Regions from separate parts of the Drosophila melanogaster genome. Here region 1 is linked to region 2. A link is a contact called in public Hi-C data. All regions are on one chromosome and are shown on one strand. Each heading gives the region's core, a stretch centred on a gene start, on an enhancer-like site or on the middle of the called end of the contact. The rest is flanking DNA. Distances are from core to core; before and after follow the strand shown.

Evidence for each region. Hi-C and Micro-C count contacts between places; a contact is called where the count stands out from the background.
Region 1: a Hi-C map of the Kc167 cell line shows a contact between it and region 2, with 4 times the contacts expected there. The contact joins the promoter of REG here to the promoter of hep in region 2. A contact is called at or near these places in 11 of 107 Hi-C or Micro-C datasets (the D17-c3 cell line, the Kc167 cell line, the OSC cell line and 6 more).

The regions. Positions count from the first base shown.
Region 1 is chrX:13,209,814-13,213,917 of dm6, reverse strand. REG (Proteasome regulator gamma) reads right to left here and starts at 1,593. Exons shown (of 3, transcript NM_001272573.2): 1 at 1,526-1,593; 2 at 960-1,468; 3 at 1-762. The coding sequence starts at 1,329. The coding sequence ends at 395. sno (strawberry notch) reads left to right here and starts at 2,244. Exons shown (of 12, transcript NM_078589.4): 1 at 2,244-2,818. The coding sequence starts at 2,816.
Region 2 is chrX:13,087,360-13,092,024 of dm6, reverse strand. It overlaps hep (hemipterous), which reads left to right and starts at 1,591. Exons shown (of 10, transcript NM_001298253.1): 1 at 1,591-2,666. The coding sequence starts at 2,249. lic (licorne) reads right to left here and starts at 880. Exons shown (of 5, transcript NM_057814.4): 1 at 484-880; 2 at 23-413. The coding sequence starts at 542.

The DNA.
Region 1 (4,104 bases), core at 344-2,843, 120 kb before region 2:
TTCCGTATGAGGGGCGCCCGTGTTATAAATTTACATTAGGAAATGTTGAAAAAATGTGTCAATGGAGCTCGCCTATTCTTTTTATGCATAGCTATAGCTATTAGTGGAATCTATACAGCATCGGTTTCTTGTATTGTACGCCAATCTCAACATTACATTCTAGACGTAGTACAAATGGATTAATAGTTGATGGTAGTTAGGCTACAGCTATTGTTCAATCACTGCTCTTCAATTAAAGAATTTTGATGTTTGTAAACCGAATTGGAAAATCTTAGCTTTTTGAGTAGCGACAAGAATTGCTGACCGTCCGCTCTACGGGCTGATTATTGATTGAAAAGTAAGATGATGGAAAGGAAAAAAAAAAGTTGAGGCTCGGGCTTCGGAAATACCTAGCCTAATACAGGCTTTCGGTATTTGAGGAGCGCGGCTTCTTTAGCTTCTCGAGGTTCTTAATAACAATGTCGTGCAGCGAGGAGTAGCGATTGCGGACCTCACAAACGACCAGCCACAAGCTGAGGTACTCCTTCTCGTCAAGTTCGACGACTGCGCGCCGATAATCATCGATGTGCGGATACTTGGCCACCTTGGACACCACCTTGGCGCGCGACAAGAAATAGCGCGATATCTGGTCAAAGAAGGCGGCCGCCTCGGATTCCACAGTTTGAATTTCGGCAAGCGTGTCCTCTTGAATGGAGACGCCAAAGTTGTTGCCATCCTCGATCTTGGGTATCATAAAGGAGATCCACATCTTAAGTAGATTGGCTGCAAAAGAAATCAATTCAGAAATTACTAGGTATTCATTAAAAAGCTTAATGTCAGGCAAAACTTTAGCTACTGGCATTTGTACCGTTCGAATGTAAAAATTCTTGGAATTCATTGTTTTAGGAAAATTGAAGGGGCTCTTGAATAGCATAAAAACATTTATTAGGTTGAGACGCTTGAATATACGGTGTACTTACAATCCTCCACAAGCTTCCTGATGATAGGCTTGACGACCTTGATCATCTCGCAGAGCGGCTTGTTGCACGGCACTGTACCGGCGGGCAGACCCATGACAGGCTGCCCAGAGACGATGACATCCACGCGCTGGCGCTTGGTGGGCAGACTGTCACGATCCTCCAACTCGTTTTTAACCAGGAGAGGCGGCAGGACCGGGATGTTGAGGTCCTGGTGCACTTCTTCGAAGTTGCGCTCGTTGAAGATCGGCGTGGCCAGCAGCTCGTTCAGCCGGACGATATTCTCCGGGAACCCCTTGGTGATTAGCAGCTCTGCCTTGAGGATCAACGAGTCCTTGTACTCCTGCACCTTTACCACAGTGTCGTTAGGCATTTCGTTAGCTATGTGGATTCCTTTTCGTGTCCGTGGAAGCCTTTGATCCTGAGTCCTGTCTCCTGGCGTAGTACCGGTTCTTCTCGTTCCTTATCTTCTCAATAACAATCAGCAACGCGGACCGTCTGAAATCGGCGGACTTTTAGGGACTTGTGTCGGCGGATTGCGAAATTGAAAGCGGGAAAACCAGACTTACCGACAAATTTTGATGCCCAAGCAACAACACGCATGTGGTGCTAGAGGTGGAAGAAAAAGAATAATCGATGCTTATCGATAGCGTCGAAGTTTGCAGAAATTTTGCAAATTAATACCCCACAAGTATCTTAAATATCTTGAATGTCAATATATATTTTTTCTATACTTTTTTTAGATTGAAAGTCTTCTAATTACTTTCAGTTTCATAAACAAATTAGCTGAACATTAAAGTTGGCAAAACATATTTAAATGCATTAATGTACATTGCAGTTGGCATCATTTATTTAAATGCAACAGCTGAAGCTCGCTTCTCATTTACCATGTTAAACTTGCATATACTTTGTTGTAACGTGATTAGAATTTAACGGATATATATCATGAAATATAAAGAAATAAGACGCGCGCCATTTATCGATAGTCTTGTGTGCACCGCGTGCCAGACCGATAGATTTGTTTAAATACCAAGTAAGTTTATTATGTCTCCCTTTGTGCAATTTAAAATGTTTTCATTTAAATATCTATATTTTTAAAATATTTTCCATATATATATATTATAAGTAATATTAAGCTATTAATATTTTTAGAGCAAACACGCTATAAATAAGTGTGCCCAAATATAAGTTTTAGTATACATCGGCATTCTTATCAATAATCGTCAAACTGACGTTTTCTCGCTTCACCATTATCGATTCTCATCGATGTTTTTCCAGCTCTATCTAGTTGGCATCTCGTTAGTTGCGATAGTTGGCATGTTACGTGTGTTTTCGGCTTCGTCGCTTCATTCTCGTCTCGTTCTCGTTTCCTTCCTCCTTTATTCCGATTCCTCGTTTTGCGTGTATTGCGCGGTACAACGCATACGAACAAATTTATCCGAAGCGAAATACCGCGTGCAGCAACAAAAGAAAAACACACTCAACAACAACAACACACACGCATGCACACACGCATGCAGTCATTATCGCAACACCAATAACAACAGGAAGAACAACAACAACAAAAACATTTCTAACGCGCTGAAAATTGCGGAGTCCAGCCTTTTATATTTGCTGCATTTGCTATCTAACTTGCCGCACAATTGTTCTGTTCCGTTGACAGCATCAAAAACGCATTGTTAAAAAGAAATTAATATATAAATTTTAAACAAAACACAAAAAAAAACCAAGAAAAGAACGAAAAACGCGTGGGTGCGCGGTCTGTTGATTTTTTTTTTGTGGTTAACAACAACAACAAGAACCATCGGAGGGACGAACATCAAGAACAACCACCGTTAGCAGTAAGCAGGAGAATCAAAATGGTAAGTTTAAGTTAGCTGGCTTTTTTGTTGTTGCCGTCAATAGCATGACTTAATATAAATTTCTTTGTTGCTAAATTTTGACACACTCACATTTACCCACACACACATGCATAAAACAAAAACAAAGCGGCTGCAGAAGCTGATGAAGGAGAATAATAATGAGAAGAAGGAGCAGTAGCCAACTCATTCAATAATTGTTGTTTCTCCTTTTCTTGCGCCTTTCGCTCTTTCCTCGTCCACCCATTTTGTTGTTGTTGCTGTTTTTTTTATCTGCAATTGTTTTCTTCTGTAATTTCTAAGGATGCATTTTATATCGCAGATTCGCGTGGCCTGGAACCATGTGTTTTTCTCTCCCTCTCATACTCCCTCTTAGCGCTCGCCCCTCTCTTTCGTGCACACACGCTGAGTTTAGTTTTGGCGTTTTTTCCCCCGCACACGAGTTAAACGAATTCAGTCGACAAAAGTTGCGCTAGGTTAGGGTTAAGGCCATGCGACTCAGGGGCAACATGTGGGTTAAGACCATGGGCGGGGTATGGGGCTATGGGTCTATGGTGCATCATTGAATTGAGGATGACAACTATTTTTCAGGGGGCGGCATCGTTTTGAATGTTATCAAAACTATGACCATACAATTTCTATTTCTACAAATGTAATTTAAATTATATAGTCCGTAATAGTGTTGCTAATCTATTCAAAGAATCATTTTTTATAAAATATGTTAATAATATTTATTTGTATCATCAATTACTGGAAATTTGATATACTTATGCCAGCTTTTGACTACTCAAGTGTTTTACAAGTACCGCAGCTTTACAGTGATTGATTTGTGAAATGCTTATGCTTTTGTTTACGTGCAAAGAAAATAACTTTAATTCCTCTCAAAATGCACATATTTGTTATCTAAATTATCCTTATCCCTATGATATAATAATACGATTCACAATTTGTTTTCTTGATAAAGAAATAGATTTGATTATCGTTTATTTACCCGGATTTATTCGTTATTATTCCAAGTTTTTTTTTCCTCACACTTGTTGCTCGGCATGAGCGACGGAACCCCTGGCAGAGACTCAAACCACTCACGCAAAAGTTCGATAGAATCCCCGCTAAGGGGTTTCCACTGTAGAACTGCAGTTGGTGCAGCTGCAGCTCAGAAATGCATCCTGAGAAATGCGAGTTGCCCCTCCCACACAAGCTGCGCTGCTTTTCCTCTGCTGCAGCCAGAGCATTTCTGATTGGGGAGGGTGGGTAAGTGGTCCTACGAGCCGTGTTATGTATCGCCGTGT
Region 2 (4,665 bases), core at 342-2,841:
CCCCCAATCCTCCCCAGCTGACCTTGCCCAGCACGCTTTCCTCCATTCGCAGATCGTGAAGGAAGACCTTCGGATAGAACTTGTCCAGGCTGGTGCTCATCACCTCCATGCAAATCCAGACATCGCCCTCGCGATACATCGCACCATAAAAGTGGACGGTGTAGGGGCAGTCGCTGGATCTCATCGATATGTCCAAATCCATTACAAGGCGGTGCTGTTCTCGAATATTTACGGTCATGGGTATGCGTTTGACGGCCAGGACCGTATCGGTTTGCTTATGGCGCATCTTATCCACGATGCCATAGGCGCCACGGCCCAGATCGCAGATCTTCTCGAGACTATCTGCATCGATGTCAAAGGTCCGGTCGCCAATTTGGATGGTGGCCCGCGAGTCCAGGTTGCGTGGCGGGACTCTAAAAGGATTGCCGAATGTAGTTCAATTCACAATTCGTTTCTGGCCAGGATTTGACCATTTTGACTTACATGGCGGCCTCTGGCTCCTTGGCAATGGTAAAGGGCGTGAGGCGGTGGCGTTTGGACATTTTGGTAGGCCCTTCTATATCCTATATCCTATATGCTATATGCTATATATACCCTCTCCTCTCCACGACTTTCCTTGGTGTTTTCTGGCGGATTCTGCAAGACTTGGCGGTTCGGTGCGAATCGGATGCGATGCGGTGCGGCTATTTTTACCGCATTTGGTCAGGTCAGGATTCGGATGCGGGTCGGTGATATGGGGATCGGATCGGTGTGGATCGTGTGGCCCGGGTTTTGCCGCCCAACCTTTCGCTATTGCCTTTGCTTTCCTTTCCGCACTTTTTGCACTGTTCACCGATCGCTTTTCGCTTCTCTTCTCGTTTTTCTCTCTTTTCCACTAGCGCTGGCCAGCCGCAGTTGGTCCTATCGATATATCCCAACGAGTGCAGCTATAGTATCGTCATACAAATAAATCGAAGTGCCTCGATAATAAATTTGCTTCCACCTGCAACGAATTTAGATAATTAAGTTAGGTATCGATTATATCTATATCTCTTTGTAAGCCTTCTAGAAAGTTGTTCCGTATATTCTTCATACCTATTTTTTAATGTTTGTTTATTTTCTTTAATTTTTTATTTATACATTTATAGACATTTATTTTAAGGGAAAACTTAATAAGTTCTAGCCAAGTGATGCCCATCTTAAGTTGCATTTCGGTATATTTATGATTCTTTTTAGCACTTTGGTCACTCCGTTTTCGATACGTAATGTTGCAAGTTTGACTGAACATATAGAATTCGATGTTTTAGAATTGTACTAAAATAATTTATTATTTTATTAATTAATAAATAGGTAGACCTTATATTATTATTTTAAGTACAAGAACAACGAAGTCTCTCGAATCGACCAATTTGAATTTGAAAAATCTATTATAGTTATATTATATTTGTATGAAATATCCTCTGAAAATTATTCTATCTCGGTAAAATAAAATCCTACATAGTTTTAGATGCCGTTCCTAGTTCGAAAACTGTTTCTGAGGTGCCGATGTTTTGCAAACCATCGATAGGCACGAAAAAAGATATTAAGAATTATCGGCGAAGAACCATCGATGGCTGATGCATCGATGTTTTTTTACATCACTATTGTACACGCGATTTAGGCAGCAAAAACGTACAAAAGCGAGTGATCAAATTGTGCCAGTGATACCGCCGCCCGCGGTCGCGAAACGAATCGATTGCAGAAGTGCGACAAACAGCGCCGCGAAAGGAAAACAACCGATGAAATATTCTCCCAAAAAAGGAGGAAAAAATCGCAAGTTGTTGTTGCCGTTGCTGCTGAAAAAGAAAGAGAGAGAGGGCGCTGCGTGTATGCCTGTGTGTGTGCGTGTGTGGGGGTGAGGATGTCTCTCTCTAATGCACAGTGACTGTGTTTTCCTTTTTTCGATTTTGTTTTTGTGCCCCCCCTTGGCAAACAACAAAAGTCCAAGCAATCCTTTATTTTTGCAAGTGTAAAGTTTACAGTGTATGTGTGCCGCCGAACAACAACAACATCAGCGACAAAACAAACAGGGCGCACAGCAAAACAATTCACACACACACGCACCCTCCCCCGCCTGCGCGCGCTTGTGTGTGTGTGAGAGAGAGGGAGTGAGTGAGAGGAAAATCGAAGAAGTGCTGGCCAAAAAACGGCGAAAAAAATTTAATAAATACCAAAATCCAACGATACTAGCAACTAACTATAAAAAATCGAACCAAATCGACTCGATATAATGTCCACCATTGAGTTCGAAACGATCGGCAGTCGGCTGCAATCCTTGGAGGCAAAGCTCCAGGCGCAGAATGAGTCCCACGACCAGATCGTCCTCTCCGGTGCGCGCGGCCCTGTCGTTTCCGGTTCCGTTCCATCTGCCCGCGTCCCGCCCCTGGCGACATCCGCATCCGCAGCCACATCCGCCACCCACGCACCTTCCTTGGGCGCAGGTTCCGTTTCCGGATCGGGTATCAGCATAGCCCAGCGTCCAGCACCTCCAGTTCCTCATGCGACGCCCTTCGGCAGCGCCAGCGCCTCGTCATCATCCTCATCCGCATCCGCATTTGCATCCGCAGCACCGGCGACGGGCACCTTCGGTGGAACATACACCCCGCCGACAACTAGAGTGTCGCGAGCCACGCCCACACTGCCCATGCGTAAGTCCTCTTTTCGTTAACTTCCTACTAAATCTTTAATATATAAAATTAATTGGGATCAACTAGAAAAACACTGTAGTTACCTGAATCTTTGAAAATCGTTGAAGAAAAATATAACAAAATATAATGTCACAACTAAACTCCATGTACCAGGGAATACTCTAAACCGCTATCTAAAAATGATAGCTTATCAAACTGCGTACTGTAACTCAAAATTTTCCAACGAGACTTTCCCGATTCGAATATTCGATAATTCTCTACTTTCGAAAGTAAATCGTTGTCGAAAAACAGTTTTGGCCGCCAAAAACGTGGTAAAACTTTCCAAGTAAATTTCCAAACGCACAAACAACATTTTTGATATTAATTCGCAGAAAGATCAATGTTTTATCGATCGAACATTAGACAGGTGAAATCTTTATTGATCCTCTGTGACAGGTGTGGATTTAAGCCAACATTTCTCTGACCGCAACTGTAGACAGTTTGTTAAGTGGTAATAAAAGTGGGCTGAGAAAAATCGTGATCCCCAAAAATGGTCACCAAAAATCTATATATACCGTACCGCCAACCGCAAGCCACAAAACCATCTTTTGTCCGCATTTGTGTAAATATTTTGTTAATAAATTGTCATTGCCCAATAAGCTGTGTATGTGCGCGTGTGTGTGTGTACATACATGTATGTGTGCTTAAATTGTGATAAGAGAAGTGCTCTTTTCTTGGCTTTTCCCATTGCTATTGCCATTGGGTTTACTTTGGAGCATTTGGATGCCGCCAACAAAGGGCAAACGCTATCGATTCCCCGACTGCATAACAGCTGCTCATAATCCCCCATTCCAGCACCTCAGCAGCGCCCCGTCAACCCCGTAGCTCTGCCGCTTTTCCCCCCCTCCGATTTCCCGTTCTGTTTTTCCGATTGCATAGATAAGACAGGCCAAGTGCGAACACCAAAAGCGTACCCAACTTGTTTTCGGCCTTTTGTTGGGCCAAACAAAAATAAAAAGAAGTCAAATCTACAGTGGTATTAACAGCTGTGAACCGCGTCAATTTATTTTCGCCTCGATTAGATTAACAATTCCTGGTACCATAACTGTTTGATACATGAACCCCAGAAAATGCCTAATGGGTTTTTGAATAATCAAATACATTTCGATTCGATTAGATTAGTAGTGGTTAATAGTTTCCGCGAATTTCAGGGGTACTTAAAATCACACCCAAATTTTAACAGTGTAATCAGCTATTGAATAGATTTTCAAGTTCGTGGTACATAATGAGCGAGCAAAAGTTAAATGAATAAATAGCTAACAAAATATAACGGTCTATATGTTAATTTATCAGAACAAAATTGGTTTATTAAAGACAAAAGTTGTCGTTATTCGATTATTTATGAGGCTTAAATTGATAGAAATTTTAAATTTTTCATGTAAGAGATGACGTTATTGTGCCCACGGTTGTGAGACCACCCACCGCCTTTTTTCGTTTCTTTTCCCCTTCCTTTTGTTATACATTTAAGTTTTTGCATATTTGTCTTGTATATTTTTCTTATTGGATTTTCATCTGCCATCAAGTGTTGTTATTTATTTACTTACATACTTTTTATTTACTTTTTGCATGTGTGCGTCTCTCTACTCGCGTTTGGTGCTCTCTTCCTCTCTCGCTCTCCGCCATTGGTTACTTTTTGGCATTTCCGGAGTAATGTCTTGATATGCCCGTTACTGTTGTTGTCATTTTTTTTGGGCCTCACATATTCCCACCTCCGCCGCACCCTGCCCACATTCGTTCATCGGACATTGTGCCGTGTCTCCTCTTTCGCATGTTTACAAATAGCGTTATTTTTTATGACGTGCTGTTGTTGTAGTGGCTAATTGTTGAATTGAATTGCTGCCAGGGAAAAAAAAACTTCGCAAACAAAAACAAAATCGCTCTCATTCGCTCTTCCTCTTCATGCACACACACACACACGCACACGATGGCACAGTGGGCAGCATTCGTTAATTGATTAGTG